2 separate regions of the Mus musculus genome follow, and region 1 is linked to region 2. The links are chromatin contacts, called in public promoter capture Hi-C maps. All regions are on one chromosome and are shown on one strand. The core of a region is the stretch at or near the end of the contact, and the rest is flanking DNA. Distances in the headings are between cores, read along the strand shown.

Region 1 (4,212 bases), core at 81-2,580, 6.1 Mb before region 2:
ACTTTTCTTCCCCCGCCTCTGCTTCCCTCTTCGCTAAACCCCTTTCGCTTTTTTTTTTTTTTTTTTTTTTTAATCCCGATCCTCAGATATCTTGGAGCTTCGGAGTCTGCCTTCCCTCTCTCGACGTCCCCTTGAGCCTTACTTTCCTTTCCTCTTGAGCTCAGCTCCCCAGCTCCCGGGTTGTGGCGCGGGATCCCTCATCTGTCCCCAGCCGGGCCGCTTCCCCTCGCCCGCCAGCTGGAAGGGCAGCCGGACAGCCTCGCTCGACGCGGACTCCGGAAGCTCTCGGTGGCGTCCGACAAGGCGGAGGGAAAAGCACGGGAGGGATGCGCTTGCCTGGGGACCGGTAGCGGGTAGCACGAAGTGTGGGCAGGCTTCGTTAAAAATGCCCACACGCTGGCGGCTGCCATCTCTGCTTGGAACCACTGACCCGCAAAGAATCAAAATACGACAAAACAAAAATAACAAACCGCGCTCTCTCCCATACGGTACTGGATTTGTTCATACATCCCTCCTTTCCCCTCGCTCTCCCTAGATATCTACCCTCTACCTGCGTACGTTGGTTACCGATTTAAAAAAAAATATTAAAAGTTTAAAAAGCAAAAATTAAAGTCCCAGTCGGCGTGAGGCTTAAAAACCCGATTCTGTCCCGTACTCAAAATGAGGAGAGACTGTTTTTCCCTCACTGTTTGCCTGAATTCCTGGCTCCACGTTACCTACCAGAGTCTACAAGGGGAAGGAGAGAGCCGGAGAGAAAGAAAAACAAAAAGGAAAAGAAAATAGCTCCTAAATTAAACTTCTCACATTCCAACCTTAAAAGTTCCCTTTCTGGAGAGCAAAGTCTCCCAGAGCCAGCCTTAGAAAACTTAAAGAAACCTCAGAAACCCGATCAGAAATCTACGAGTAAATAGCTTAAAATATATCAGCTGGGGTGTCAAAGAAGCTCCAGTTTTCTATCTCCAAAGCTCTAAAATGCATCTGGGGTGTCCGCTCACCTCATAGATGTCTTCGTACTTGACATTCTCCACGAGTTTCCAGAGCATGATCGCAGCCTGGTCTCTAGGAGGTGAGTGCATTCATGTGAGGAGCAGATGTCTGGTTTCTCAGGACTCCGCTGTCTGTAATGATCCATCTATAATTGGAAATGGGGGATACACACCAAATCCGACGCTCCTCTCCCATCGCAACTTATATCTGTTGTCTCAAACAATAGGCTGGAGAAGTAAGCCTCAGCAGACAGAAAAACATTATTGCACACAGGACTTAGATACAACGCGCACGCATACACACACACACACACACACACACACACACACACACACACATGCGCGCGCGCGCGCGCACACACACACACACGCACATGCACACATATATATTATAAAAAATCATAAACATGAATTTACACGCAGATAGTCACATTAGTTACATAAACACCTCTGGGTCACAGAATCCACAGACTAACCGTGCATTTAAAGGGAATATAGTGGTTCAAAACGAGAAATATAAATAGATACATTAAAAATCTGTTTTGAAAATGGCGAATCAATGCAGCCACTAACTAAAGTGTTTTAATAATTGACAATGAGAAACCACGCACATCAGTCCCCAAATTTTCTACATAGTTTTTTTTTTTTTTCTTTTAGGAGAACCATTACTGAGATTTTAAAGACAGTTTTCCTATTCTTGTATATTTAGGGGAGCATTAAAAAAACACCACTAGATTTTTGACTTTGAGTTATATTTCTCTATTGATGCAACCTTATAAAAGTATCATTGTGGAACAAGAATAACACCACTATTTACCACAATGGTTTCTGATATTTTGCTCATTGTGTCTAACACATTTGGAAACTTGAATATCTTGTGGACCCTACAATCTATATTGCTTGTTGCTTTAGGGATTGTTCTATATTTTTAGTGGTTCCTTGGTGTCTTTCTGTTTGCCTGGAGTCTCCATTTTATTAAGTTTTTTCTCTTCCTTTACATGTTGGAAACAACAAAGCACACAATGTTAATCTTGAGACCTTTAACAGGGGTATAGAACATTTTGTATTTGGGTTTATTGCCTGTAATTTGTGATTTTAATCTGATAGACTTGAGACAAGAACACCCAAATCTTTGAGAAGGTTTAAGCTTTGTACTGTTTAAGGAAACAGTGGGAAATGTTTTAAGATGTACAAGAGCAAATATTGTTTGGCCATTTTGCATTGGGGTAGATTTTCTTTTGAATATGTGCTTTTTGAAGTTTAGTTTTTTAAAAAATATTTTCAAAGCATAAATAACAACAAGTACAAAGTTTAACCACTAACCTACCCTCAAGTGGGCACCCTGTAAGGCACAGGATTTTCTTTTTTTTAATTTCATGAGGAATTCTATATTCACTAGCTCCCTCTCCTCCCCATCTTTCCACCCTTTCTGGGTTCTCGGAGGGTTCCCTGGAGTCAGTAGGGAGGCACTGAAGAAGATCTTGGCCCCTGGGGCAGAAAATAAATGACAGGAGGGAATGAGGAGGGTTGGGGTAATTTGGGGTGGAAGTTATTAAACCTGATGAGGGTGAATCTGTAAAGGGAGATTGTCTTTAAACTCCAGTGCATTCTAGAGCTCCGGCAGGGTCGGAGGCTCCGTGAGTAGGAGAAGGCTTCAGATAGACTAGGAGGAAGACAGCGGTTCCTAACAGCCAAGCTGAGGACTCCTACCTCGCAATGAACAGTCCTGTAGATCTATTATTGTTACTGTTATTATTATTAATTTACTGTAAGTCAAATGAAGGAAATGCAGGGTGCTTCAGGCAGAACTTGAGAAACACATCTTTTTCTCTATTCCCTGTTGGATTTCTTTTCTTCCTTTTCTTTTCCTCCTTCTTCTAACCCCTCCTTCCCTTCTCCCTCCCTCCCTCCCTTCTTTCCTTCTTTCTCTTTAGATCTTCTCCTTCTAGTCTTTCCTTCCTTCCCCCTTCCTTCTTCTTTCCTTCCCCTCTTCCCTCTACTAAAAAGAAAATATTCTTAAACTACACAGAACAAGGCTAGTCTTCCAGCGTCAGCAGATATGTCTCCCTTTCGCCACCAGAGATGGTTGGGAGACAGGAAATCGTTCCTCTTAATGTCGTTGTGTGGAAGGACTTAAAGTGGATTCCACACTCTTTCACTAAGTCATCCTCTACTTGATAATTTGAAAGATAGACGTTATAGATTTGGAAATTAAAATTCCCCAGGCACAAACTTATTAACAAGATAATTTACATCCCTCTTTTTTAAATCTTTAACTGCTAGGTTTTAATTGTCTAAAGATAACCTTAACCCAAACCAAACAGCATCTGGAAAAAGCTTTCATTATTCTCTAAGTTCGTGTATTCATGTTTTAAAATCACGTTGGAGCATAGCATTGGTTAATCTGAGATAAACTTTAACATTTACTAAAACCGAATCAAACTGATGATATAATTTTACTCATAAAACTATTTAAATAGGTAATATAGTGTGCCACCATGACTGTTTTGAAGCCTCATTTATGTAGAATTTCAAAATTTCACTTGTGTTTTTAAAAATCTTAATATTATATATACATATATATATAATGTAGAAACGTACTTAGTATTTGTTAAAATTATCTAAGCACTTTACAAAACATTAAAAATAAGTCCGACTTCATTTAAAACAAAACAAACCTAAAATATGTGCATACATACATACATACAAACATACATACATACATACATGGGTAACTATCCGAAGAAATGCATACTGATAATAGAAATCCTTGTTAATTCTTCGATGTGGCATTTTGTGAAAAATCCCAGCTATTTCGCCACAAATCTTTCCCAGGGACCGTTCCCTCCTTCATTGAACAGGCAACACCGCCCTCTGTAGGAATTTTGAAGATTCAAACGACAACTAGCAGCTCAATTTCTTTTTCTTTCTTTTCTTTCTTTCTTTTTTAAACGCATCCCTCCCCTCTCTTGGTTCTTGAAAACCATGTTATGACTAAGAGTATTTTGACCATCTACCTCTTACCACACCCATTAACTTTAGAAATACTCTAAAAAGTTTTAGCACTTCAAAAATGTACAAATTAACGGAACCCCTGAAGAAAAGATTCCTAAATGGAGAACTTTCTCTTGTTCACATTCTATTTAATTTCACATTATCTCCTATTCATATCTATTAAAAAATTCTCTTACAAATTCAGATAAACACAGATGCGAAGGTGAGACAG
Region 2 (4,058 bases), core at 1,006-3,505:
TGTGTAACTGTTTCCAGAAGTTGCTTCAAACATTGTTTAAAAAAAAAAAAAAAAAAAAAAAAAGGACAACGGTTTAAATACCAGGCAGTTGGAATAAAGTCGACCCTAACTTACTGATGAGAAGTGGAAGCAACTGGGTGGTAAGAAAAACTGCAGCAAAGTATAGGTAGAAGTTAACAGGCTGCCTTCTTGGTTAAGAGTGCTAGCTACTCTTCCAGAAGACCAGGGCTAATTCCCAGAGCATACATAAAGGGCTCACAACCATCTGTAACTCCAACACCCCCCCCACACACACACACACACACAAACACCCGTATGCAGTCAAGGCTCTCCCCAGGGGTCAGATAACCAACTGGTGCACAGACAAAACAGCCACACACATAAAATAATTCTCAAAGTCTTGAAAATTAAAGTATAATTCTGTTTTTATCATAAATGCTATATATGTACACCTCTAATCATAGCAACTGGAAGACTGAGGCAGAAGGATTGAATTGGCCGTAAGTCTGGGTTACGTCGTGAGAGCAGCTGTAAAGAATAGGGAGAAGGGAGGGGAAGAGGGGAGACTGGTATGCAAACTATTGAATAACCAAACAAACGAGGGCTCTATGTCTCTTTAGCTGGTCTGGCCCTCCCTACTGTGCAGGTATATTTGCCTCAATGGTTATCTTATGGAAAAGGCAGAGCCCTGGATCTCTAGCCATTCCCACTTCGTTTCGGAAAATAAAGCGCTGCCTCACCCTTCGGATCTGTCCTGCAACTGTGAAATGATTATGGATGCTAACCCTGTAGATCAGCACAACCGCACTTGATGCTACGTCTTCGGTGCTCAGGCCCAGGGAGGGCAGAATGTATTGCTCTCCGAAGCCCGCGCATATTCGCTCGCGCATATTCCTGCTCTTCTCATGCGCCTCCTCACCGGGGACACAGGCAGAATCAGTTCATGGGGCTCTAAAGGGACCAAGGGGACAGGAGACCTCCATTCTCTGCTAGTTTTGGAACTCCGGGCGGCTTCCCATTTAACCTCGTTTTATGATTAGTAATCAAATCACTATCAGTCCGGAGGAGAGACTGAGTCTCTCTCCTCACTCATCACAGCGGTCCCCCCCCCTCGTGACAGGCCCAAAGAGGAACTGGAATGGTGTGGAACCTGACCAAGGTCACCAGCTTCGGCGCGGTTTTCTCCACCCTAGGTGCTTAGACCTGCGGATGTGAACGGGATTAAACGCCCCTTTCTCTCTATTCATCGCTTGCAAGGAGAATAAAAATGCAGTCGTTGAGCACAGTTACAGTCTGGACCTAGGTTCTCAGAGCCTCGGGTCAAGGTCGCAAGCCAGGGTCAGCGGAGAAGGTGTCCTGTGAGGAGATTAGTTCTCCCCTACCAAGAAATAAAAGCTGCAGAAAGGGCAAAAGGACCCCCGGGGCCTCAGAAGCGTCTAACGCCTAACTTCTCAGCCTACCTGGTTCTCTGACAAATTTGACCAAGACTAAGAACAAGCTTGGCCTCCTAGACGCCAGTCTGTATGTGTGTGTGTGTGTGTGTGTGTGTGTGTGTGTGTGTGTGTGTGTGTGTGTGTGTGTATCTGTGTGTGTCTGTGTGTGTGTGTCTGTGTGTGTATCTGTGTGTGTCTGTGTGTCTGTGTGTGTGTGTCCTTGTGTGTGTTGGAGACCTTGCTTAGGCAACAATTGTTCCGTGTGAGAGTGGGGGCTGTGTGTAGGTGTCATTATTCATCGCTCTCAGCTTCCTACACCCATCCTTTTAGGGTGTAGTGTGTGTGAGGGCACAGAAGAATTTATTGGGTCCCCAGGGTAACACTTGTTTAGTTCTCACGCCGACACTTCTGGGTTTGTGTGCGTGTGTGGTGTGTGCATGTGTGCACGTGTGCGTTTACACACAGAAGGTGAACACTGGTTAGCATTTGCTACGCTCTGGCCTTGGGCAACATTTGCCACACTATGATTTCCTGACGTTGCTAGACTGAATCAACAACAACAACAACAACACCTGCCTGTGCAAGATGGGCAATCGCACTTCACAGGATTCCAGGGAACGGTCAAGAGAACTGTTAGGTTAAGTGGGTGATCTCTGGGGACCTGGGGAGGAATCCAAGCGCTCGCCAATGAGTGTGGTGGGCGGGGAGAAGACTATCAGGGGACCTCCACAGGCCTGATCTCTTCTACTGCCTCCCTCTCCAAGTACCCTGAGGCCGGATCTGCACCCTCCCTCTTAAAGCCTGCACAGCCTTCGGGGGTTTCAGAAGTCTAGGGTCCCGAGACCCAGCGGGTGCCGCCCTAGCCTTGGCCTGAGGTAGGTAGGTCTTTGGCCCGCTGGAGGGACCTACCCCGAAGGCTACAGGCTTCCAGCACGGCTGGGAACAGTGCTCTGTAATCGCTTTCAAAATTCGTTTTGCAGTTGTTTGGTTGTTTTTGTTTTTTCTTTGTTTTACTTAGTTAGTTGTTTTTGGCTTTGTTTTTGTTTTAAACTTCGTAATTGGATTTTGGCTTTCCACCTCCGGAGTCGCTTGTCTTGGGAGTTAGAGCCTGCGCTGTTCGGGGCTCAGGGGGAGATAGACGGAGAGGCCTGTGTGGTGGCTGACCTCGCCCCCTGACCCTATGTTCTTTAACATCTGAGTCACGACCCGGGTTGTTTTCCTTATTGGACACATTGATCCCTGATCTTAAAATCCTCGGACCCTACGGGTCTTCACTCCTTAGCCCTGCTGTGTGGCTACTGAGAAAGAAGCATTTCGGGGGCCAGGGCCGCCGCGGCCAGGTCGGCGACAACCGAGACATCTCTCTGCTGCCTGGCTTGGGACTTGTCATCCCGGAGTCTCCAGAGGCGACCTAGGTTGAGATGGCTAGGGTTGCCAAGAGATTGGAGATGTGGCGGGAAGGGGCGCTGGGCGTGGGTCTCTAGAGGGAGGACGAATACCGCTCCGCTCCCCTCGGTGCTGTTGGGACCGCCGGGGTCGCTGACGTTTCGCTAAACTCCTTGGGGTGCCGAGTCGACTCAGAACCCCTTCTGCACTGTCCCACCGAGAGCGCACACTTCTCCTATCTCGGCTGCATACTCAAGAGCGCCTGAAGCCACTGCCTGCTCCGAAACCGGTGCAGGGTCGTGCCCTAGTAGCTTGGCTAAAAAAATTATATTAAAAAAAAAAAAAAAAAGACGCTCGTAGAGACCTAGGCGGGTGGTTCGTTTTGTTGGGCTGATAATTAAGAGAGACGGAATTGAAACCCGTTTTGTAGGAGCCGGGTTGAGGGCTTGGGAGCGGGGGTCACCGGCATTCCTTAGTCAAGGTGGTTTAGGGAGCAAAAGAGAAGGCGACCTGAGCCAGCACCTTTCAGTCGGGTGACACCAAGGCAGATTTTCGTTAGAGGTTTGAGACGTTTGGCTTTTTAGTTCGGTTTGGTGTGGGAGTTTGTGCCTTTTGTGTTACTTTTTTCGAGCTAGGATTGGCGGGATCGAATTGGGAACTTTGTTCATTGACTTTGATGGGGTGGAGGGAAGTAGTTAAGATCACCTAGGACCCCTCACTCAGCCAGCTCGGTTTCCCACAGATCCGCAAAACTCAGCTTGCGATGGCCTTACCGCCCTCTGGTGAGACCCAGTCCCAGGACAAGGCGAACTACCTGCCCCAGAGCAACCCTCACCACCTGACTACCTACTACGCGCATGCCCCAGGCTACAGTCACTTTAGGAACCTCGCCACCACCGAGGAGGAGTTTCAACCTTGGAAACTGGCAGCTGCAGTGCTTGAGTCCCAGGCGATGGCCCCTCTTGATGCTTTTCGGATGACTGCTCCCTTGTTGAACCCGGGTCTGGCTGTTCAGAGCGAGCCGCTCTACAATCTGCCCTGGTACAAATTGTCACCATGGAACCGAATTCCTCAATTCACTCCCGAAGTACCACGATTTCTAGACAGCACTGAGCATAGGAGCAGCGGTTCCAGCAACCAAAATTTGGTCCTCGGCGGCGGCGGTGGCCAAATCAGTGGTCAGAGGTGGGAAGCTGAAAATTTACTTCTGCCATCCCCGGTAATTGCTTCCCTACTACC

Evidence for each region. Promoter capture Hi-C pulls out the DNA fragments that hold promoters and counts their contacts.
Region 1: a promoter capture Hi-C map of embryonic stem cells shows a contact between it and region 2. The contact joins the promoter of Tfap2b here to the promoter of Prdm14 in region 2. A contact is called at or near these places in 1 of 39 promoter capture datasets (embryonic stem cells) and 1 of 484 Hi-C or Micro-C datasets (embryonic stem cells).

The regions. Positions count from the first base shown.
Region 1 is chr1:19,206,032-19,210,243 of GRCm38.p6, reverse strand. It overlaps Tfap2b (transcription factor AP-2 beta), which reads right to left and starts at 1,330. Exons shown (of 7, transcript NM_009334.3): 1 at 996-1,330. The coding sequence starts at 1,076.
Region 2 is chr1:13,125,360-13,129,417 of GRCm38.p6, reverse strand. It overlaps Prdm14 (PR domain containing 14), which reads left to right and starts at 2,255. Exons shown (of 8, transcript NM_001081209.2): 1 at 2,255-2,308; 2 at 3,562-4,058. The coding sequence starts at 3,583.